3 separate regions of the Gossypium hirsutum genome follow, and all the other regions are linked to region 2. Evidence: chromatin contacts called from public Hi-C data. All regions are on one chromosome and are shown on one strand. Each heading gives the region's core, a stretch centred on a gene start, on an enhancer-like site or on the middle of the called end of the contact. The rest is flanking DNA. Distances are from core to core; before and after follow the strand shown. Region 1 has its middle 11 kb from the start of LOC121217365. Region 2 has its middle 58 kb from the start of TRNAD-GUC. Region 3 has its middle 13 kb from the start of LOC107904138.

Region 1 (2,755 bases), core at 126-2,625, 210 kb after region 2:
GGACTGTTAAAATCAATGTTGTATAGCCTTCTTTACTCGCATCATCTACACTAATTGAATTATTTTTATGAAATAGCTTTAAATGCTACGAATCTACGAATCAAAATTCATACAGCTTTCTTTCTTGATTTTTGTCAATATCAACTTGAATCTAAAATATTTTCTTCTACTCATAGTTAAGTGCTGATTCACCTTACCAATCATATTAAAATTATTATTTAAAAAAGTAATATTCATTAAAAATGTTTACTAATTAATGTTATCTTAAAAAAAAACTGAGGAACTGATAGAAGTTGTAAAAGAAAGGGAGACAAAGCAGCGGCAGACAAGGAGCTGCAGACACCTCAGGAAAAGAAAAAGCGAAGATATCTAATCCATTTGAATGCTTCCAAAGTCAACACAATGAATCACAGCAGTTACTTTCCTTTTTTTATTATTTATTAAAATATTTATTTATTTTTAAATTAAAATACTTAGATTCAATTCCCCCTAGATCCCTATATATTTCTCTATAAGAAATTACTTAACTATTCTAAATATTACTTAATTATTTTTAATTTTTTATATAAAATAATTTAATTTTTACCCACGTCCTCGATGTGACCAAATTCTAGTTCCAATAACATCTCGAGTAACTTAATGTTATTTGACTCAATGAAATTACCCAATTAAGAAAAAAACATTAAATGTTTAAAATAAAAAATTTATAAATATCTTTTCACTTAAAAAAACCTTATTTATTTTCAAATTCAATTTTTACGTGTATATTTTTAGTCAAATATTAATTATTGATTTTTATTTCATAATATATAATAATTAGTATTTGGTACTTGATAATATATATTATTCTACAAGTCGCTTTAAAATATGTCATATGAATTTTTTAAAATATTTATTTTTTAATATTTTATTATATTTTTTAATATTTTAATTCTACTTGTAAGGTCTAAAAATTTCACTGATAATATATCAAATACTTTTCCAATATACAATTATTTAACTTTCTTTTGAAAAGAATTATTTAACTTTTTTATTCATTATTTTTTCAAATATTTTTGTGTATCTATATATTTATTATGAACTTTTAATTAAATTGATGTCACGAGTTAATCGAATATCAATTTAATAAAAAAATAAAAAAAAACTTCACTTTACAAAATAAATTGAATTATTTTGAGGATATTTTTATCATTTTATATATTTTATTTAGAAAATCAGAAATATATATAATTAGATTTAAACCACCTTATGTTATGTATGTAGAAATAAAGAAAGGGCCGAAAAGGATATTATTTTGGACAAAATAGATGGGTTTTATCCTTAGACTTGGCCCTCAAGAGCTTCGGCTTATAACCACATCTTCTCCACCTCCTCAATCGGCAACCCTTTGGTTTCAGGCACAAGCCAATAAATGAAACTAAACCCAATCACTGCAAACCCCACCAAATAAGAAGAATGTGCCAGCCGAACCAAGAGCTTTGGTGAGGCTTAGGAATGTCAAACTAACTATGAGATTGGATATCCAGTTAGAAACAGCCGCCAAATCCCCACCAATGCCTCTGTACCTCAGTGGATATATCTCCGAGTTCACAATCCATGGAACAGTTCCCATTCCTGGTGAGTAGGAAAGGATGTAAAATCCTAGGAAAACAACCGCCAGGAACCCGAATTCGCTTGGACAACCGTCTTTGAACCATGTCCCACGGCACCAATCTCTTTGTTTCGTGGTGAGTTCCAGCATGTTCCAGGCGAGTACTGCGCAATGAAATGAATAAATCAATCACTGATGTAAAATGGATCATGTCAATGGCTGAAAATGGAATCTATGTTTGCCTCGTTTGCTGTATTCGAGCAGAATCCGCAACCGGCTTTCAAGCAGGACATGCAGTTCCCTGATGAAGGCTTCGGGGTTGATATATAGCTACAACATGTAGTGTTGGGTATGGAATTGGTGTCAAGTTGGTTGACTTTCGGAGCATGACTGGCAGCTTCGAGGAATATTATCGATAACGACACGAGGTAAAGGATGATACCAACCATGGAAACAAGCATCAACCTTCTCCTACCATATCTGTCAACGAAAACCATACTGACGATTGAGCCAACGGCATTAAGACCGGAGGTGATCAACGAAAGTGCCAATGCTGTCTCGTTTGAAGCAAATCCTGCAAACTGATGAGCCACTTGAACCGTTATACCAGCATAGAGTCCTCTTCGGACTACAACATTGCTTAAAGCACCCTTCAGCTTCTGTATCAGGTTGTCACCAATGGCATGCTCATCGGCTTTTTCCGCTTCGACGGAGAGTTTCAAGGCATTCATCTCATCATCAACTTCGTTAGCCGGAAATATTTTCTCTAAGATGGATCTGGCCTCTTCCTCCTTGTTCTGAACAACAACAAAATGTTATAATGTGAATCGAAACATACCAACAATGCATACAACATAAGTTTCAAGATTGCATATAAGAGCAACGTTGTAACGTGTCTGTAAAGCCATCTAGGGGACTCGGGAAGTGACAGCATCAAGATCAATTGAAAGAGTGCTGGAACCGCTGCGATCCCGAGCATCCAACGCCAGGTCCAACTTGTCTGGAACAAAGATTGCATGTTGCTCATCAAACCTTCCAATGTACCTGAACTTCAATTGACAAGGAAATATAATTTTCTGATTCTAGTGATTGTAACATTTACCTTAGTGAAGGCCAGATTGATAAGGTAAGACAGAAACTGTCCTCCTGTAATGAGCAAACCGT
Region 2 (2,972 bases), core at 189-2,688:
TAGTTTATATTTGTAAAATTTGCTTTAAGCTAGATCGAGAGTTTTTCATGACTGTGATTTATGGGGCTTTTGTCTTTGATTGAAGAGTGGAGCCAACCGCATCTATAAGGGGGAATTTTCATTGCGATTATTGATTGTATTTGAAATTGATTCCATTTGACTTTTAAGTGTACGGTCATTTGAGTTCACTAAAATCTGAAAATTATGGTGGGCGTTATAATATTTTTACAAAAGTCAATCGGTTATCAATTTAATAGGGTGAAATAAAAATATTAAATTATTAAAATTCTCATGATAGAAAAAAAAAAAGAATGGAACAATCGTTAGGAGGTTCGGGGGTAGGAAGGGCAAAGAAAGTCCGTCGTCGGGATGATGATCCAACGGATGTGGGTGATATGGAGACTGATGATGGAGGTTCAAAAGTGGCTTCGTTCAAGGACAAACTACTAGGTTGGAATCATAAGAGGAAGATTATGAGGAGGATGAATTTGAGCTCCTTGATGGTGATGTTGTTACAGAGATGATGAACGGAATTCTAGATATCAAATTCTCAGAAAGAGTACACACTCTGATTCAAAAGAGTATGGCGAAAACAGTGATCATCAAGTTTCTTGGCAGGAAAATTGGCTTTTACAATCTAATTTCTAAGCTTCATTTGTTGTGGAAACCAAGACGATCGTTCCAGCTAATGGACTTAGAAAATGATTACTACTTCGTTAAGTTTCAATCAAAAGAAGATTATAACAAGGGGTTAATTGAAGGGCCTTGGACGATTTACGGCCAATATCTAATAGTTCAGCCATGGTCTTCTTTGTTCAGTACTTCTCAAAGCCTTCCGAATCAATTAGTGGTTTGGATCCGACTTCCAGGTTTCTCAAGATCTTTTTACAAAAAATGCTTACTAGAAGTGGGTAATTCGATTGGCCAGGTGATTAAGGTGGATAATCAAACGGAAAACAGGATGAGGGGCCAATTTGCAAGGATGGAAGTAAGTGCTGATCTCAATTGTCCTCTAATCTCTAAGGTCCGTGTAGAAGGGAAACTGCAGAGAGTGGAGTATGAAGGCTTACCGAATGTCTACTTTGGTTGTGGACTCTATGGCCATCAGAAGGAGGTATGGCCTAAGCTACGACAAGAGGAACTGACAGAAAATCTGGAAGAGAACGTGAAATTGAAAACACCAGCACCAGCAGAATTGAACAGAAGGGCGGAAACGAAGGAGTTCGACTCATGGATGGTTGTCTCGTGCCATTCACGGAGGCTTACAAGGAGGAACACGATTATGGATACAAATAAGCAAAATCACAGTATTGGCTCACGTTTCTCCTTAATTTCTAATTGGAATTGCTGAAATTATGGAAGGGCAGATAAAAGATAACAGTAGAGCTGTTAGGCCTTCTTTGGGCTTCTCAATGGGTGAAAATAATGGGCCTCGATAAATGGGTCAAAAAATAAAGGGAAGTTGGCAGTTAGTGTTGGGCCTAAGAAAAAGGTATTGGTTGGAATAAAATAAGGAGTTAATAGCCTGAAACAAAAAGGCATACAAATCAATGAACCACGTTAGGAATTTGAGCTGAAGAAAGTTGGGATGGGGATAACGTTTCAGGGATTGACTGAATACAAGGAAAGTTTGAGTGGGAAAAATAAGCATAAGGCAGCGGTAGTCGAAGAAAATCAAAATCCGAACATCGTGGTGGTTGAGGGGGAAAGGGGTGGCGGTAGCTTGGCCCTGGAATTTCTTTATTGTGTTTTAGCGTCTTCTGTACCACCTGGATCATCTAGCGTCAAATGGGGCAAGTCTTGTGATCAGAACCACATTACGTTACGGAACAAAGAGAATGAAGAAGTTATGGTGTCGACGGTGGAATTAGTAGATGACATCTCAAAGAAAATTGATTCGTTTGTGGGCTTGATAAAAGATAACATTAATGACAGCATGAAGCTTCAAGAGGAGCAAAGAAAGGACCTTATTAACCAGGTTCGATGTCAAAATTGTTTGTTTGGGTTTTCATTTCTTTGTTATTCTTTTGGATGAGTCCAAAATTATTAGTATGGAACTATCAAGGTTGTGTGCGTACTCGTTTTAATTGCATTTTGAAGGAGTATGTCTGTGAGTTTGATATGGATGTGGTTTTGTTATTAGAAACTAGAATCAGTGGGTTGAGGGTGGAGTCGATTATTATGAATTTGGGTTTTGACTACTCTCACAGGGTGGAAGCGAGAGGTTTTGCAGGAGGCATTTGGGTTATGTGGAAGGACACAATGTCAATTAATATTCAATTGTGCCATTTTCAATACATTCACTTGTCTGTGAATAGGGCTGTAGTTTATGGGAGTCCGGATGCAAAGAAAAGAGAGTTATTATGGGATTCATTAAATCAAATGGCAAGGATGATGAAGAAATCGTGGTTATTGGGAGGTGATTGGAATGCAATTCTTGGTGCTAAGGACTACAAATGACCGAATAAGGGAAGAAAACATGGATGTCAGAGATTTAATGCCTTTTTGTTAAATCATGACTTGTACGATTTGGGGTTCACAGATCCAAAATTTACATGGAACAGGGGGCTGACGTTTGAATGACTTGATCGTGGTATAGGTAATATGGAATGGATTAAAGAGTATCCAAATTATGTTATTCGACATCTACACTGTTTAAAATAAGACCATCGTCCATTACTTATTTCACTTGAAGGGCAAGAGAAGATAAAAGGCTTGCGACCATTTCGTTTCTCTGTTAGGTGGCTGACTCATAGTTCGTTTCCCGAGTTAGTTAAAGAGAACTGGATTTTTGATGGAACTATGAAGGAAACAATTGATAATTTCACTAACGAGGCAAAGAAATGGAATTCCAATACATTCAGCAATTTGACTAAGAGAAAAAAGGAGACAATTGCTAGAATAAAAGGGGTGCAGTGGGCTCTTGAAGAGAAACAAACGTGAAACATGAGAAAATTAGAGTTCCGGCTAAA
Region 3 (2,984 bases), core at 15-2,514, 240 kb after region 2:
ACAGAATCTCTCTAGAATTTTAAAAAGATATATGATCAGCCTAATTTAGTAGCAACTTTTTTTTCAAGCTTTATTAATTAATATCCAAAAAATTAAGATTGTGACTTTTCTTGTGATAGATTTAGATTTTTTATGCAAAATTTAGTTTTTTATTTATTGAATGAGTTTGGGATATTTATTTTTTATGAGATTCTTAACATCTTCATTGGGTAATAATTTTTAGAGGTTAATACAAATTATTGAAGAAATTAGGATTGATTGTATTTATAATCTCGAATTTCTTGAACATTGGTTAGAAATTTAACATTTTTATTTAGAAATTGTTGCTTGCTTGCTTGTGTAATTACTATGAATCTTATGATTGAAAATTAACATATTGCATTCTCGTGATACCAAAGAGCACTTAGTAATTTTTATTTTTGTGAAGAAAAATTACTAATTGTATGTTGGCTTCGTGAAAACCTTTGTGTTTAATGCTTAGATTTTTTGTTCTAACTGTTTAACAAGAATGAAAAAAACAAAATAAAAGAAGGTGTACTAGTCAAGTAGAGTATTTTCTAACAGAAATTCTTAGATTTATTTGTTTTAAATGTTGGCTTGTGTTGCTTTTGTTAGTTGCTATAACAAGTGTGGAAAGAAGATCTCTTGCAATGAAAATTATGAAAAATCGTTGAAGTAATGGAATTGGAGATCAATAGATGAATGGTTATTTGATGAGAATGATATTTTTAAAAATATTGAAACCGTTTCAACACATGAGAAAGAATTGTGGACAATTGCATAACAAGTACATATTATTCAAATATTCTTTCCATTCATATCCATTTATGTTTGGTTTTTAGAAAATAAGAATAAAGTCAAAAATAAAAATCCCAAATCTGTTTGGAACAAATTGAATTTTATTTATTTTTAGAACCCAAATAAATGTTAAAATGGGCCCAAATTCATTTTTTAAGCCCAAGTTAGTTTTTCTTTAAATCAAAAGCACAAATTATTCTGAAGCCCAGATTTGTTTAAACTCTAATTGAAAGCCCAATCCATTGCCACAAGGCCTCTTGCTTTTGAACCTTAAAACTTGAATCCATATCAGTCCTATATATTTATTATGCAAAACTTAAGATTGAACTCGGTGGCTTCATATAAAGAAAAAGACAGTTTGAAGTTGGACTGTGATGCAAATTAATTTGTGGTTTAAAATAAGGATGGACCAGTACAAGAATCCTTCCAAGCTCCGCTGGCCCCAAATGCCTTAAATTTAGACATCAGATTGCCATGTACTCCATATAAAAACAAATTACTTCCCATATGACATGGTCTTAAAAAAATACACAAATGTATATACCAATATCCCCATTTTTTTAGCACAACATAATTAATTGAATTTCATCCCAATTCAATTATTGAAAGCAGTTTACTTTGTTTAGTGGCGGTGCCAACCTCCGGGTTGGCTAGCTTCCACCTTTTTCCTCTTCCATTAATCCTTTCGATCTTTTTTTCTCATTCATTATACATGTTTTCTCTCTTTTTAGTTTGTAAATCTATTTTGTGGGTATTTTTGTTCTCTTCACAAGTTGTGATGGATAGATGACAGTGCTTGTCGTTTGCTAAAATTTCACCAGCCACTAGTAGTTTTTCTTGGAAAGTGGGTAGCTCTTTATCAACTTCTTAATTTGTTTTTGTTTTGAGAGTATTTTAGAATAATAAATGATTTTACGTGTTGATTTGGACTCGTGTTGTCTTAAGTTTTATATTTTTTTATTTCTTTTTTCATTGTTTAATAAGTCTTCAATTTTAAAAGTTTTTGTCTACTCTTGTAGCACGTTTTTTAGTCTTGCTTATGCTTGTAATATTAGTTTTACAAGTGATTTTAGGGATGATTTTGTTGTCATCCTCTCTAGTTTGGTGAATGCTTATTCTTTTGTCGATTTTCGCTCGCAGCTTTGGACCATCCAGAGCTGATTTTCTTATCGTATTAAGTGCTTGCAAACACTCTAGATATGTCATGCTTGAGTTGTAACAAAGCCAGTTGTCAATGTGTCATAATATTTTATTGATGTTGAGGCTAAAGCCTTTGTTGTGTTGATGGAATTTGTTCTTCACTACCTACGACGAGTGTTTGCTGTTTTTCTTTTTGATTTGCATGATTCCATTCAATAAATAAACTAATGAATTTACCTTTAAATTTTTTTTATTAAATTTACTTTAAAAAAATAATTATATCATTTAACAAATAGATTAAAAGATTCCACTCCTTTTAAAAACCATCACTCTTTCAAAATTTATATCTTCCATTACTTGCTTTCTTAAAAACACTATTATCAAAAAGTATCCACTATCTCTTTTTTTTTTTAAATACAAAATTTTCATTTAAACAAATACCCCTATAATTTCTCGTGAGTGTGCATATATCTAATCTAAAATAGGATTGCGTCATGATAACATGCACATGCATGTACCTTACACATATCCCCTATTACCAAATCTGCTTAATTTATTTCCTAAACTGACCCAATTATTGAATTAAATGTGAACCCAAAAAGGGTTTCTCTCTTTTGGCTTAATTATAAAATTACCCTCCAAACTATATCATTTTACTTAAAAAAGCACTTATTAGCTGGAATCATATTTTACGATAGAATGAAACAAAATTGATAAAAAAACTCGACTTACATGATTTTATTTTGGAAAAAGAGTCGGATAAAATTTTATGTAATGGTCTGATGATTAAGAGTATTTACAGTCTTAAATATGACCTGAGTTTGAGTCGTATTAATTATATTTATTATTTGGACTTTTCCCTATTATTACAATTAAAAAAAAAAGAGTGGGTAATTGCAGTGTGAGAGAGTTAGGCAGCAATTAATAGTTGTGTCCAAAGTTAAGAATATCAGTTTAGGTTGGTTAAAAGAAAATATTAAAATGATAAGAAGACAAAGTAAAAGTCGCCTGAATTCAATCTCTATCTCTTGTGTTTTAATTATAAA

Evidence for each region. Hi-C and Micro-C count contacts between places; a contact is called where the count stands out from the background.
Region 1: a contact with region 2 is called in a Hi-C map of leaf, with 2.1 times the contacts expected there. The contact joins two enhancer-like sites. A contact is called at or near these places in 5 of 34 Hi-C or Micro-C datasets (callus and leaf).
Region 3: a contact with region 2 is called in a Hi-C map of leaf, with 4 times the contacts expected there. The contact joins two enhancer-like sites. A contact is called at or near these places in 4 of 34 Hi-C or Micro-C datasets (hypocotyl and leaf).

What each region holds. Positions count from the first base shown.
Region 1 is chrD05:34,342,261-34,345,015 of Gossypium_hirsutum_v2.1, forward strand. It overlaps the pseudogene LOC107902446. Among protein-coding and RNA genes, the nearest start is that of LOC121217365, 11 kb to the right of the region's middle. Within about 2 kb of position 1,376, at least 4 of the 9 cell types and tissues checked have an H3K27ac peak or open chromatin away from gene starts, as enhancers often do. A contact at or near this core is called in leaf, where this site is marked.
Region 2 is chrD05:34,135,668-34,138,639 of Gossypium_hirsutum_v2.1, forward strand. No RefSeq gene overlaps it. Among protein-coding and RNA genes, the nearest start is that of TRNAD-GUC, 58 kb to the left of the region's middle. Within about 2 kb of position 1,439, at least 8 of the 9 cell types and tissues checked have an H3K27ac peak or open chromatin away from gene starts, as enhancers often do. A contact at or near this core is called in hypocotyl and leaf, where this site is marked.
Region 3 is chrD05:34,374,122-34,377,105 of Gossypium_hirsutum_v2.1, forward strand. No RefSeq gene overlaps it. Among protein-coding and RNA genes, the nearest start is that of LOC107904138, 13 kb to the right of the region's middle. Within about 2 kb of position 1,265, at least 5 of the 9 cell types and tissues checked have an H3K27ac peak or open chromatin away from gene starts, as enhancers often do. A contact at or near this core is called in hypocotyl and leaf, where this site is marked.